Regions from separate parts of the Mus musculus genome. Here regions 1 and 3 are each linked to region 2. The links are chromatin contacts, called in public Hi-C and HiChIP or PLAC-seq maps. All regions are on one chromosome and are shown on one strand. Each heading gives the region's core, a stretch centred on a gene start, on an enhancer-like site or on the middle of the called end of the contact. The rest is flanking DNA. Distances are from core to core; before and after follow the strand shown. Region 1 has its middle 20 kb from the start of U2surp. Region 2 holds the start of Pls1 (plastin 1 (I-isoform)). Region 3 holds the start of Paqr9 (progestin and adipoQ receptor family member IX).

What was found. Hi-C and Micro-C count contacts between places; a contact is called where the count stands out from the background. HiChIP or PLAC-seq counts read pairs in DNA pulled down with a chosen protein or histone mark.
Region 1: a Hi-C map of cerebral cortex shows a contact between it and region 2, with 3 times the contacts expected there. The contact joins the enhancer-like site here to the promoter of Pls1 in region 2. A contact is called at or near these places in 16 of 39 promoter capture datasets (the 3T3-L1 cell line, 3T3-L1-derived adipocytes, the C10 cell line and 12 more), 6 of 15 datasets of contacts at CTCF or cohesin (the G1E-ER4 cell line, the NIH/3T3 cell line, embryonic stem cells and 3 more), 164 of 484 Hi-C or Micro-C datasets (the 3T3-L1 cell line, 3T3-L1-derived adipocytes, the 63-12 cell line and 81 more), 33 of 115 datasets of contacts at active chromatin or transcription factors (the 230-238 cell line, astrocytes, bone marrow-derived dendritic cells and 19 more) and 4 of 9 other capture datasets (adipose tissue, embryonic stem cells, liver and 1 more).
Region 3: an HNF4G HiChIP or PLAC-seq map of pancreatic cancer cells shows a contact between it and region 2. The contact joins the promoter of Paqr9 here to the promoter of Pls1 in region 2. A contact is called at or near these places in 23 of 39 promoter capture datasets (the 3T3-L1 cell line, 3T3-L1-derived adipocytes, the C10 cell line and 14 more), 3 of 15 datasets of contacts at CTCF or cohesin (the G1E-ER4 cell line, embryonic stem cells and large pre-B cells), 20 of 484 Hi-C or Micro-C datasets (the G1E-ER4 cell line, the HL-1 cell line, Th1 cells and 10 more), 22 of 115 datasets of contacts at active chromatin or transcription factors (astrocytes, bone marrow-derived dendritic cells, craniofacial prominence and 14 more) and 5 of 9 other capture datasets (adipose tissue, embryonic stem cells, liver and 2 more).

The regions. Positions count from the first base shown.
Region 1 is chr9:95,529,883-95,533,480 of GRCm38.p6, reverse strand. No RefSeq gene overlaps it. Among named protein-coding and RNA genes, the nearest start is that of U2surp, 20 kb to the right of the region's middle. Within about 2 kb of position 2,095, at least 14 of the 459 cell types and tissues checked have an H3K27ac peak or open chromatin away from gene starts, as enhancers often do. A contact at or near this core is called in cerebral cortex, where this site is marked.
Region 2 is chr9:95,843,311-95,847,270 of GRCm38.p6, reverse strand. Pls1 (plastin 1 (I-isoform)) reads left to right here and starts at 1,992. Exons shown (of 16, transcript NM_001033210.3): 1 at 1,992-2,100.
Region 3 is chr9:95,558,310-95,562,012 of GRCm38.p6, reverse strand. It overlaps Paqr9 (progestin and adipoQ receptor family member IX), which reads right to left and starts at 2,379. Exons shown (of 1, transcript NM_198414.3): 1 at 1-2,379. The coding sequence starts at 2,054. The coding sequence ends at 927.

The DNA of each region.
Region 1 (3,598 bases), core at 846-3,345, 310 kb after region 2:
TGTTAAGAATATGGTATGATAGTGGGAGAAAATGATTAAAATATCCTTAGCTCACACATACCTTCCCAAAGCCAAGTCCTCAGGCCAAATGTGGTTTGTAGTTTAGACCCAGGTGTGTGGCTACCATCACTCACCCAGGGGTGGAAACCTAAACTAACTACAGTATAGTCTGACCACGAAAGCACCGAGGGAATCAACAAAAAATACACAGTTACTGGCATGGGTGATGAAAGAATCCTCATTTTAGTGAAGGATCTAAGAATAGGTAGGATTCAGAGGAAAAAATTAAATAGTGCCATTTGAGGAGAGTCCTCGTGTGTATGATAAAGCTTAAGGAGAATCGGGCTGTGGTTTTCTGAGAGTGCTTTTGTCCCATAGGGCAGGAAGGTCAGCTCCAATTCGAATGGATAGTGGTCATCTTTATAAAAGCCTTTATAAAGGCCCTGGTGATTGCCATTGTGGGAGACTACCCTGCAGGACAGTATACTCTACTGCTAAGGGCAGAGCATCTCACTTCTAGAAGTGGCTGTTTTCTCTGGACTCTGGCAGAAGCTCACAGACCACTTGTCTTGGATTTATCACGTGGGAAGGTGCCTCTGATGAAGAGTAACCCATACATGCAATTTGGCCCCTGGGCTAGCCAGCCCTTCGCCTTTCTTGGGCTTTTTTCTTCCACATTTTGATATTTTATGGGATGCGTGTACTGGAAGGAACAGAGGAGGTGAAGGAACAATGGCTGGGTTCCCTGGCCCTCAAGTAAAGGCCTTCAGTCCATTACAGTTCTCAGTTCAGGGCCACCATCATTACAGTTCTCAGTTCAGGGCCACCAGCATTAGTCTGGCCAATCGTCTTTGTGGTTCATTCATTCAATTATTTATCTCTTTTCCACCCATTCACTTTCTTTAAGACTTTACCTAATGGCAGTAATTGTAAAGTGTTTAATGTGTATCTTTTTGTTTGGTTCTTGTTTGTATGGTTCATTGTTTTGTGTGCATCCTATATTTTTCATTTATTCAGTCTGTTTGGTTGGTTTTGGAAACCCCAGTCTATCCTAGAATCCCCACCTGCGTCAAGGATAACCCTTGACCTCCTGATCTCTCTGCCTCCTGAGTGCTGCGAACATAGGTAACCACCACGCCTTGTGCTGACGATTGAACCCAGGAGCACGTGTATGCTTAGTAAGTACCCTACCAACTAAGCCACACCCCAAGCCCTACTTCTGTTTGTTTGTTTGTTTGTTTGTTTGTTTTGGTTCTTTGAGGTAGGGTCTTGTCCAGGAAAAGTTACAAGGTCAAGGATCAGATACAAAAGAAAGGGGGCAGGTAAATTCTACTCCCACCCCAGGGGATTGATCCCAGAACCCTTTTCTCGATCTTAAGTTGGGATTAATTTGTGAACCTTCCATTGACCTTTCTTATGAGCAGCACTGACAGGTTCATCCATTCTAAGAACAATCTAGTATTACAATCAAATAAATACATAGTGCCGCCTGGCCTGGCATTACAATATAGGTTAGGCTGGCTTCAAACTTGCAGTGGTTCTCCTGGCTTTGCTGTGGCTGGGATTACAAATGTGTGCCACCACAGCCAGCTCTAACAGAGAGTACTCCCTGGTGTGTATTCACTTTATGAAAATCCTCTCACCAGACCGCAGTTATTCAATTATCTTTTAAGTCCCTACCACCAAAATAGTACTTTGGCCTTATAAAACCTAAGAAAGATATTGTTGGGATGTATATTGGAGGAGACGGAATTTCTGAGCCATAGAATATGAATATATTTAATTTTAAATGAAGTACGTTTGTTCTCAGAATGGATGAACCACACTGTCTTCTCCATTGCAAAGGTCACTGAAAAGTCTATAAATTCTTTGTGGCAATTCCCACCCCAAAAAAAAAAAAAAAAATCAATGTAAAAGCCCCAGGTTCAGTCTCTAGGGGAGGAAAAAGTGAAACTTGCTTTCCATCTGTCCTCTGTCTTACACTGGATTTAATCTTGTACACTTTTTGAACAATAACAGCATTTTCTAACTCTATTGTGTGAGATCTGCACCAGAGCCCAGGAACTTACAATTCCCATTGTTGTGCTTGGAGCCCTTCCAACATTATGCAGAAAACCCAGGCTAACCTCTCAGAGCAGAGAGACACATGGAGAGAGGATCTGGTCATGCCAGCCTCCTCGGCAGGGATGCCAAACATGAGTGAGCCATGAGATTCCAGAGCCGAAGAGGGCTGTCACGCAGAACCTGGTCCAAATTGTGAGCTAGGAAATGCTTGTTTTAAGTCAGTAAGTTCTGGGGTGTTTATTTTTTTGTAACCATAGATATGCAATAAGCACCCTACCCTAAGAACTGATGGCTCCCACATCCCCACATTGTCCAGATTTCTAATTTTCACTCCTCTTATAGTGATAACTTGATAACTTGTTTATTAGCTATTTCTCCAAAATTGCTAACGAAGTTGTAGATTTTTTTATATCTGTAGACAACTTTGGCCTTTTCCTCTTAAATTGTCTCTCCTTTGCTCAGGTGTCTTATTGAGACCTCTCAGTCCTTCCTGATTTTCTGGGGGACACCTGTGTGTTCTTTGGCATCATCTTCAAGTCGAAGAAGCACATACAAAAGGCTGAGTAGCACAGGATTTTATTCAAAATCAAAAATGAAGTACAGAGGCGTTGCACAGAGAGAGAGCCGCAGCCTCTGAGAGACTGGCATAGCTCAGACCGGTACTTAGTTACTACTCAGAGGCTTCCTTTCTTGGGTGCAGGAAGAGTTGCTTACTAGAGACAGGGCTCATTGGTTTTCTGTTTTGATTGACAGGCTTAGGTTGTATAAGCACTTTCCATATCCTTTCCCACAATGCATCTAGTTTTGATCACAAGCATGCCCAACCAGGCACAAGCATACGATGACATGTAAAGGCTTTTCCATAAAAGTTCACTCACATTTGCATTCCCCCCCCCACACACACACACAAAACCAGTCCAGGTTGGAATCAGCCCACTGTCCTAATTCCAGTATATATTCCAAGAATGTGTTTGAGCACAAAGGGAGAGTTATTACAGATCTCTAGGGAGCTATAGGTCAGAGTGACGAGTAGCTTTGTTTGGAGAGGGGTTTGTATACATCCTGTGTAGATGGGGCGGGGCGGCCTGTTGCTGAGTACTTTGGTAGGAAAGATGTGTATATCGTTAGCACAAGCCAAGAAGGTTGCTGAGGTATCTCTTGTTTATCTCCCTCGGTGCCTTTTCATTTTTTATCTCTTCTATTCTGTAATCTCTCTGGGTCTATTGTCCCCCTTGAGACCGGGCCTAACTTTGTGGGTCAGGGTCATAGGTCATACTTCCTCTGCTTTTCTGATGCTGGCATCCATCGCAGGTATGCCGCACCATGTCCTGCTCTGTAGTCTCTGTTTTTAATCCATGGTGGCTCCTAAACGTAAAATTCTTGAACTTTTAATGTGACCGAATGCATCTGCTTCTTGCATTATGGTTTATATTTGTAAAGTTTTGTTTGAGGTGTTGGATTAGTTAGGGTTCTACTGCTGTGACAAGGCACCATGAGGCAAGGTATAAAAGGAAACATGGAATTGGGTTTATAG
Region 2 (3,960 bases), core at 743-3,242:
TCAAGTGATGTCATATTTGGGTTCTGCATTTCTTCATGGACTTATCAGTCAATGTTTTCACTACATGTATAGAATATAAGTATGTTTGATTATCATTTCCAATTCTATTGGGCAATAATTTATAGAAAGTGAATTTTCCATGTTTAAAGTATCCACTTTAGCCTTGGTATTTTTTTTACACCCAGCAAATCATCATTATTATCAATAAAGAGAATGTCTCTATGACCCTGGAAGATTCTCATTGTCTTGTTGCAGTTCATTCGTTCGTTCTCCACCTCTGGCCCATGCAATTACTGACTTTGCTTTTGTTCTTATCAAGGTGTGACTTCACAGAAATGAAGCTTCACGCTATATATTTTCTCTCTGCTTTCTCCAGTTCAGCATAATGATTTTGAGATTTATCTATTGTAGGGAGCAAATGAAGTCCTGAGTGAGTGGGCTTCACCATGTCAGGTACCCCAGTGCGTCAGCCCTGTGGAGATGGCAAAGCCTTCCCTGGGTCTGGAAAGGCTCAGAGGGATGGCCAAGCCTTCCTCTGGACCATTTACAGGCATTGGTCGTGTGGGCTGAAAAGGTCACCATTGCTGCCCATGGACTGCTTTCCTACAGAGACTGCCCCACCGCTCTCCCACTGAGTCTCCCTACACCTGCCTCCTTGTTCAGCTACACGCAATAACCCCACCTCCCCATTCAACTGTACATAATAAACTACACATAAACCATCTCCAGGACCCTGTGGCTTCTCAACCTTGGAGCCCAGACCACCCAATCTCAGCTTTTTTTCCCTGTCCATTTCTCTCTGTGTGTTTTCTTTTTCTTCCTTCACTCCTGGTATAGGAGGATGTGGCAATCTATAGTGAAGCATTTAGATCGGTCATTCTCTTTTAGTACCAAGTAGTAGTCCATTGTGCTGATGTAGCACGTTTGCTTTTGACAGTCAATTCCTTCCAACTGTGGCTACAGAAAAAGAGAAGGAAGCTACTACATCAGTATTCAAGCCTCTATGTGATATGCTTTAGTTTATCTTGGACAAGAGCTAAGAATGAAATGGCTAAGTCATGTTGTACATACATGTTTAAGTAAATATTTTGAGAGAACACAATTCCTCTTGTACATCTGCACTCAGACAAAAACGTTATTTATTGGACTTTCTGGGTTATGGGATTTTCTAGGCACGGAGAAGTCCTTAGCTCACTCCTCTTTGGCCCAACCAATTCTTTTGGACTTTAAACAGTTTCAGTGTACTGAAGCCACATTCCTACCGGCCTGATTGCTACCTGTTCTGCATCAGTTCAGGACTACAGGGCCAAGGGTCACCTAGGACCTTAGGTCAAAGGACAGCAAAAGTACCCTGCACACCTGTGGATCATGCTACCAGAAAAGCACACAAGAGCCCTTGAAGCTGCGTTCCGTTGGCTTGACTCAGATGTTGTTGGAAAAAGGTCCTGCCTTTGTTTGAGTGTGGGCTTTGGTTATTTATTTTAAATAGGTGTGGCTGTTTAATAAAGAGGGAAGGATCATCTGAATTCCCCAGAAGGGAGAAGGATGAGAGAAATTGTTTTACTTTAATAATTATCTTACCTTGTGAGCTGTAGTTTTCAAAAGTGCTATGCATACTAGTGTTCTGAGAACACATTAGAAACATCCAGCATTCAGATAAAAGATGCGGATACTCTGGGTTTGAGAGCTGTTTGAACAAAAACCTGAGGCCCCCTTGTTTGAGAACCACCGTGCTAAAACTCATTTCAGGGGTGCAGACAGTTGTAATTAGGCTGAGTGAAGCGTGGGCAGCAGGGATGACGCCCCTGCAGCGCGGGTCCACTTCCCCATCTTCCATCCCCCAACCTCAACACAAACCTCTTTAGTTAGCTCCTGCAAGCCTCCTTTCACCTGACTGCAAAGATCTGGTGGCCTCTCCCCTGGGTGCAGCAACTAAAACCTGGCGAGTGGATTTCAAGCGTGCGGGTGGGGGTGCGGGACGAGCATGCGCAGTGGCGCGAGCGCAGGAGCAAGGAGGCGGGTGAGTGGCAGCCGCAGCGGAGCGGACCAGACCAGCGGGCGCGGGGATCCCGGGCAGGAGCTGCCGAACGGCCGCCGCAGGTACCGGGGGCTGGGTGCCTGAACGCACAAGCGGGCGTGGGTCAGGAGGGGGAGGCCGGGCAGGAAAGGCAAGCTTGGCTTAGCGGCGCTCGGCGAGGGCTCCGGGTTCCTCCGACACCTGCGGGCGCGCTCCTGCCCTGCGGCGGAGTCTTGCGCTCAGGTGTGAAGTCCTGTGTGTCGCTGCTTAAGCCCCAGCCCAGGAAGCACATCGTGATACCCTGCATCTAGGAAGGGAGGGTACTAAGTTTTCTGGTTTAAACTTTGCGTGGCTGTTGAAGAGGTTTTTCTGATCCGTTGGTGTGTCTCTTAAGTTGTGTTACTGTGTTCGCCTCTGGTGCACAGGCGAATGTAGGGACAGAATGAAATTGCATCCGTGTTTGCTGGACTTAAGTGCCTTTCCAGGAGCCCTGGGGCCTCTGGATGCAGTGCAAGAAATGTCAGTCTTAGGGGAAAGTGCCAAGAATTTTGTGCGATTCAGCAGGCTGCATTTTCGAGTATAAGCTTTAAAAATTAAAAAGAAAAAAATACCAAAACAAAATACAGAAACCCATTTTTAACATTATTACCCCCATCCCAGGCTTCAATGAGTAGTATTGAAAAGAAAAACTTTCCTAGTTATTTACATTGTGTGACTTATACAGACATGTATCCTACCTCAAAGCTGTTGTAGACTGTATGGGGCCAACACGGAATGAACATTTCTTTGTTGGAGGAATGTGGAATCATAACTAGAATTTCAGGATGAATACAGAGACCAATGTTTTGGCCCCACAAAGGTGAAGCAAGGGCATTTAATTCCACGCCCCACCTCTTGTAACCAACTCCTCTTTAAACTTAATTCATTAGTGAAATTCTATAGGAAAGTGTTAAATTTGTGATGCGAGAGGCACGTGACCGTAGTAAGTGTAGGAAACGGAAAATTGAAGTTGAGGAGGAAAAAACAAACTAGAAAAGAGATCACAGAAGACCCCCCCCCCTTCCCTTTATTTTCCTGCCGTGAGGGTTTTAATGGTCGAAATAATATACAGTTGGTCTGGTTTTGTTCCGAGGGACCTCTGAGGTCAGCCAGTTCAGCTGCTTCAGTTTACAAATGAGAAAGCTGAGACCAGGGAGGTTAGATGACTTGCTCTGCCCGCGCTCGCCCCTCAGGGCCAAGCAGGGCCTGGGAAGCTGGTTTTCTGATTTCAGGGATCTCTTTACTGTGCCTCTCTGATATTCTTCTTGTTGTAGATGATTGACCTTTCTTTCTCTTCCAGCCTCTCCCGCTCAGTCTGATGGAGGCAGGGAGTTAGTTCCTACCTTGCTCATCCCTCTATTCACAAAGCCACACACCTCTCAAGCCTCCCTGATGGGGATGCTGGTCTGGGAACCGAACCCTGTGCCCTTTCTCACACTGAATGCTTGCTTGTTTCCCTCCCGGGTGTGAGCTCATTGCTCAGGTGTAGCCTCTTCTTGGAAGTTCCCTTTGATAGCAGCAGCCATGTGTAGCTCTCTTCCTAACCCCAACCCCACAGTGCTTTATGACTTCTGTCCGTGCTGCCGTACTCCCCTTTGGATACAGCTTCCTGAATTATTGTTTAGAACACATCCCTATTTTTTGACTGTAGAGTTGTTAGGTGTGTAAACTCTGGAGAGTGTATGACTTAAAAGATCCCACCCAGTACTAAGTTCAAACTCATCTCAGCTGCTGTTTGCAGGAGGAGGGACATTTCCGGGGATTTGGTGTGCATGGTCTATGGTGGTCAGGGAGTTCACCTTAGAGCAGTGCAAGAGATAGAGACAAAAAAAGCAAGTTGGAGTGATTTCTGAAAATCCAAAATCACAGATTAGTTGGGAGCCCTGGAGATGGGAGCCCTGGAG
Region 3 (3,703 bases), core at 1,130-3,629, 290 kb after region 2:
TAAGTAAGTAGAGAGGAAAGAATCAGATAAAAAAAGAGAGAAAGAGAGAGGGGGGGGAGACAAAAACCCAGGGTGGGTTTTGTGGAATACATCAAAGTAAGTAGGAATTGGAGACCTATACAAACCACAGGAGCCTAACCAATAGTCTAATCAGAGTCCCTATGTAGTCATTCACAGTTTTATCATGACACTCACAGGCCTTCACAGAACACTGTTTAAAAATGTAGTCGAGAACTCTCTCAAGCAGCTTGCCCTAAGGTCCAGTTCACGTGTGCAATGCAGAAGGCTGCAAAAATCAAAACTATGTGACAAAGGAAATCCAGTGCATCTCACAGGCTTCGATAAATTATGAAAAAAATCATTGAATATATTATCATTTAAATAACATCTGATACACATTTTGAAATAATTAACTTGTGTTCACATTCCATGCATTGTCTAGCGGGTTAAGCCCCGGGTTTGTGTCTTTGTGCCCATTTCCCAACAGAGAAAGCTCCATTCTTTCGACAAATCCAAGCATTGCTAGACCTCAGAAGCAGCCAGGGGTTTGTGTTTATCCTCTTCACTGCATACCTGCCTTCACTAAGGGACACAGAAGACTGTTAGAAAAGCCAACTGCTTGGGGCTCTATCTGTAATCACAATCCTCACTGTCTTTGCAAAAATCCCTGGATATCATAGACAGTCCCTAATTTTCTTCCCGGAGGCCCTCTTCCTTCTGTTTCACCTCCCATCTCCCTCTTCTAAAGGCCAGTGGACTTGGGATTCCCCAACTGTCAGGGAACCTTTCCCTAGTGGCCTGCAGCACCCTCTTCCAGCAAAGAAGGAAACAACAAAACTTGAAAACAAACCAACAATAACAACAACAACAACAGAAACTCCACGCAAACCGGTGGGCAAACCATAGCCTCCTCCGGGGGTGGAGGCTCACTTTTTACTGCAGAATTCGGTGCTGTTCAGGAACTTCCTGATGACTAGTCCCAGGCAAACCACCAGCAGCAGCATGTAGCCCACTGTGCCCGAGAAGGTGGGCGCGGCAGGGGGTGCCTGGAGGAACTGGCGCAGGCCCTCTTCCACGTAGTACACCTGGTCATAGATGCTGAGGAAAGTGAAGATGTGGAAGAGCTGATGGCTGTGGCCAATGATGTCGAAGAGACCCGGCTGGATGCGCTCAGGGATCTTGCTCACGTTGAAGAAGGCGGCCACCACCAGCCAGAAGTAGCGGCGGTAGAAGTGCACGAAGAGTGTGGGGTTCTCGCCTCGCAGGTCGAAGAGCCAGCTCTCTAGCATAATGGGGCAGGCCATGCTGAGCGGCATGACGAAGACGAAGGTGCGCAGGGCGAACGGGTAGGAGCACCAGTCGGTGCGGCTCTTACAGCAAGCCACGGTGCAGGCCACAGCCAGCACGAAGGCCACGGGCAGCACGAGCGCGCGGTAGACCGCGATGAGGCGGGTGCAGTCCACGTGCCAGCCCAGGCGCTGCTGCACATACGGCGTCATGACCCTGGCGTCCAGCAGGCTCAGGCTGGGCAGCAGGTAGTAGTAGTAGGCCACGGTGCTGCCGAAGCCATAGTAGCTGATGGAAGCGTAGTCCAGGTAGAAGAAGGCGGCGCGCAGGCGCAGCGACAGGCAGCTGAACACGTGCGCCGTGCAGCTCATGGCGAAGGTCAGCAGCACCCCCGACGCATAGCACCACAGCGGCAGCAGCCAGGGGTGGTGGAAGGGCACATCGCTGCCGCCCAGGAAGAAGAGGCGGCAGAACTTACTGAGGAACAGCAGCAGCGGGATGAAGTGCGTCCAGAAGTTGAGCGTCTCATTGGTGGGCTTCAGCACCGAGGCCAGGCACTCTTGCGCGGTGCACGGCAGCCGCCGGTAGCCGGACAGGATGAAGCACTCCACGAAGTCATCGGGCACCTCGTCCCAGCGCAGCAGCGGCTTGGTCGTGGCCGCCGGCGGGCTCCGGGGGGCGGAGGCGGAGGCGGGATGCGAGCGCCGGGAGGTCGAGGCCGGCGGTCCCTTCACGCCGGCGCCCCGCTGCTGCAGGCGCCGCGGCATGGTGCCCCGGGCTTAGCTAGGGCGCGCGCGAGGCCACCGCGGGCGCCGGGCGCCGTCGGAGCCTTTGTGCGCGCGCGCGCGCGCGGGACCGCGGCCGCAGGTTGGCTACGCGGCCTCGGCTTGGAAGCGGGCTGCTCCGGGGGCTCGGCGCACCGGGCGGGAGGCTGCTGCTGCGCGCGCGGCTTGCCGGCGGCGTCCTCGCCACGCTCGGGTCTCTCAGCCCGCGGCCGGCCGCGCTGCGGTGGCGGCGGTGGCGCGGCTGACTGCGGCGGTGGTGGCGGTGGTGGCGGCGGCGGCGGCGCGGCGGTGACTGGGCATCGTGCGCGCGGGGCGGGCGGCGGGAGGCGGGATGTGCGCGAGGCGCTGGCGGGGGAGGGCGGCGCCGCGCAGGGCGGGGGCCCCCGGGGTTAGGGTGTCTGCGCCGCGGCGGGGGGATGGAGGTGTCCCCTGTCTTGCGTCTCCTACCATCCCCCCCTTCTCGGGCTGCGACCGCTCGGGCCGCCGCGTTAATGATTGATGCGGGGCCGGAGGCTGGCCAGAGACGCGGCCGCCGGCGCCCAGGGCGAGAGGGTGGGCAAGGGTGGGCGAGGGGGTTCGAAGTGCGACAGCCACGCCGGCGTTCTAGAGGACACTGGGGACCCGAGTTCGTGGGGGGCGGGGAGCCGGGCTGGGCGGAGGGATGCTCTAACTGTAACCTGCGGAGGTGTCAGGGAGGGCACTGCGGTACCCGCTTAGAGACGGTGTCCGAATCCGAGCTTGGCGGTTGTCAGACAGCTGGTGCTGCCTGCCTCTCTGTTCTGCTGTCTGTCATCCGTGTGTGAGTGTGTGTGTGCCCCCCTCTGTGTGTGTGTGTGAGTGTTGCCCTCCTACTCAATCCACGTCAAGTCCTAGTTTATTTCCTTACTCTAGCGGACCTATTCAGGTGCGTCACTATCCTCCTCCTCTCTCTCTTTGTGGTGTCTAAAGGGACCTAAAGGGACAATTCCCAAGCTGGTCTTCAGCTCAACTCACCAACTCGGAAGCCCCAGCTTACTCCTCTGTGGCTTCTTTAACTAGGAATCCGATGAAGAGCTCAGGAGCGCTCGACAACGGATTTTCAGGAACAGTTTCAGATGATGGTTTGGGGATTCAGAACGCCTCTAAGGAGCCGGGGAATGTATTAAAAAGGGTTTCCCAAGCAGAGCTGTGCAGGAGCCTCGGGAGGAAGCAGATGAGGGAAGACTATAGGCGTCTTCTAGAACAAACCAGAAAAGAGAGTTGAGAGGGTTCCTAGAGGCTTAGCATCGATGGTTTAGAGAAACCTATGCATAATTAACCTTAGAAGTACCTGGCAGGTCTAGTATGAGTTTCTTCAGGCAAGGGGCCCGAAGAAAAGGAGACTTGAAGAGTTCAGAGGTTTGTGATGAGCAGCGGTGTGAAAAATATCATAACCTAGACTTCCAAGATGGGGGTCTCCCAGTGACGTCTCAAATGTTCACCGTGTTCCATCTTTCAGTGATACTCCGGGTGTGGCTTCATCTGACCGGAGTCTTCACCTTGGTATAACAAAGATATACATACAGTTTTGAGGTGTTAGGCACTTGATGTCTTACAGCTTTAAAATATCTTAGATACTCTTTCCCCCATTTTGCAGATAAGGAAAATGGAGG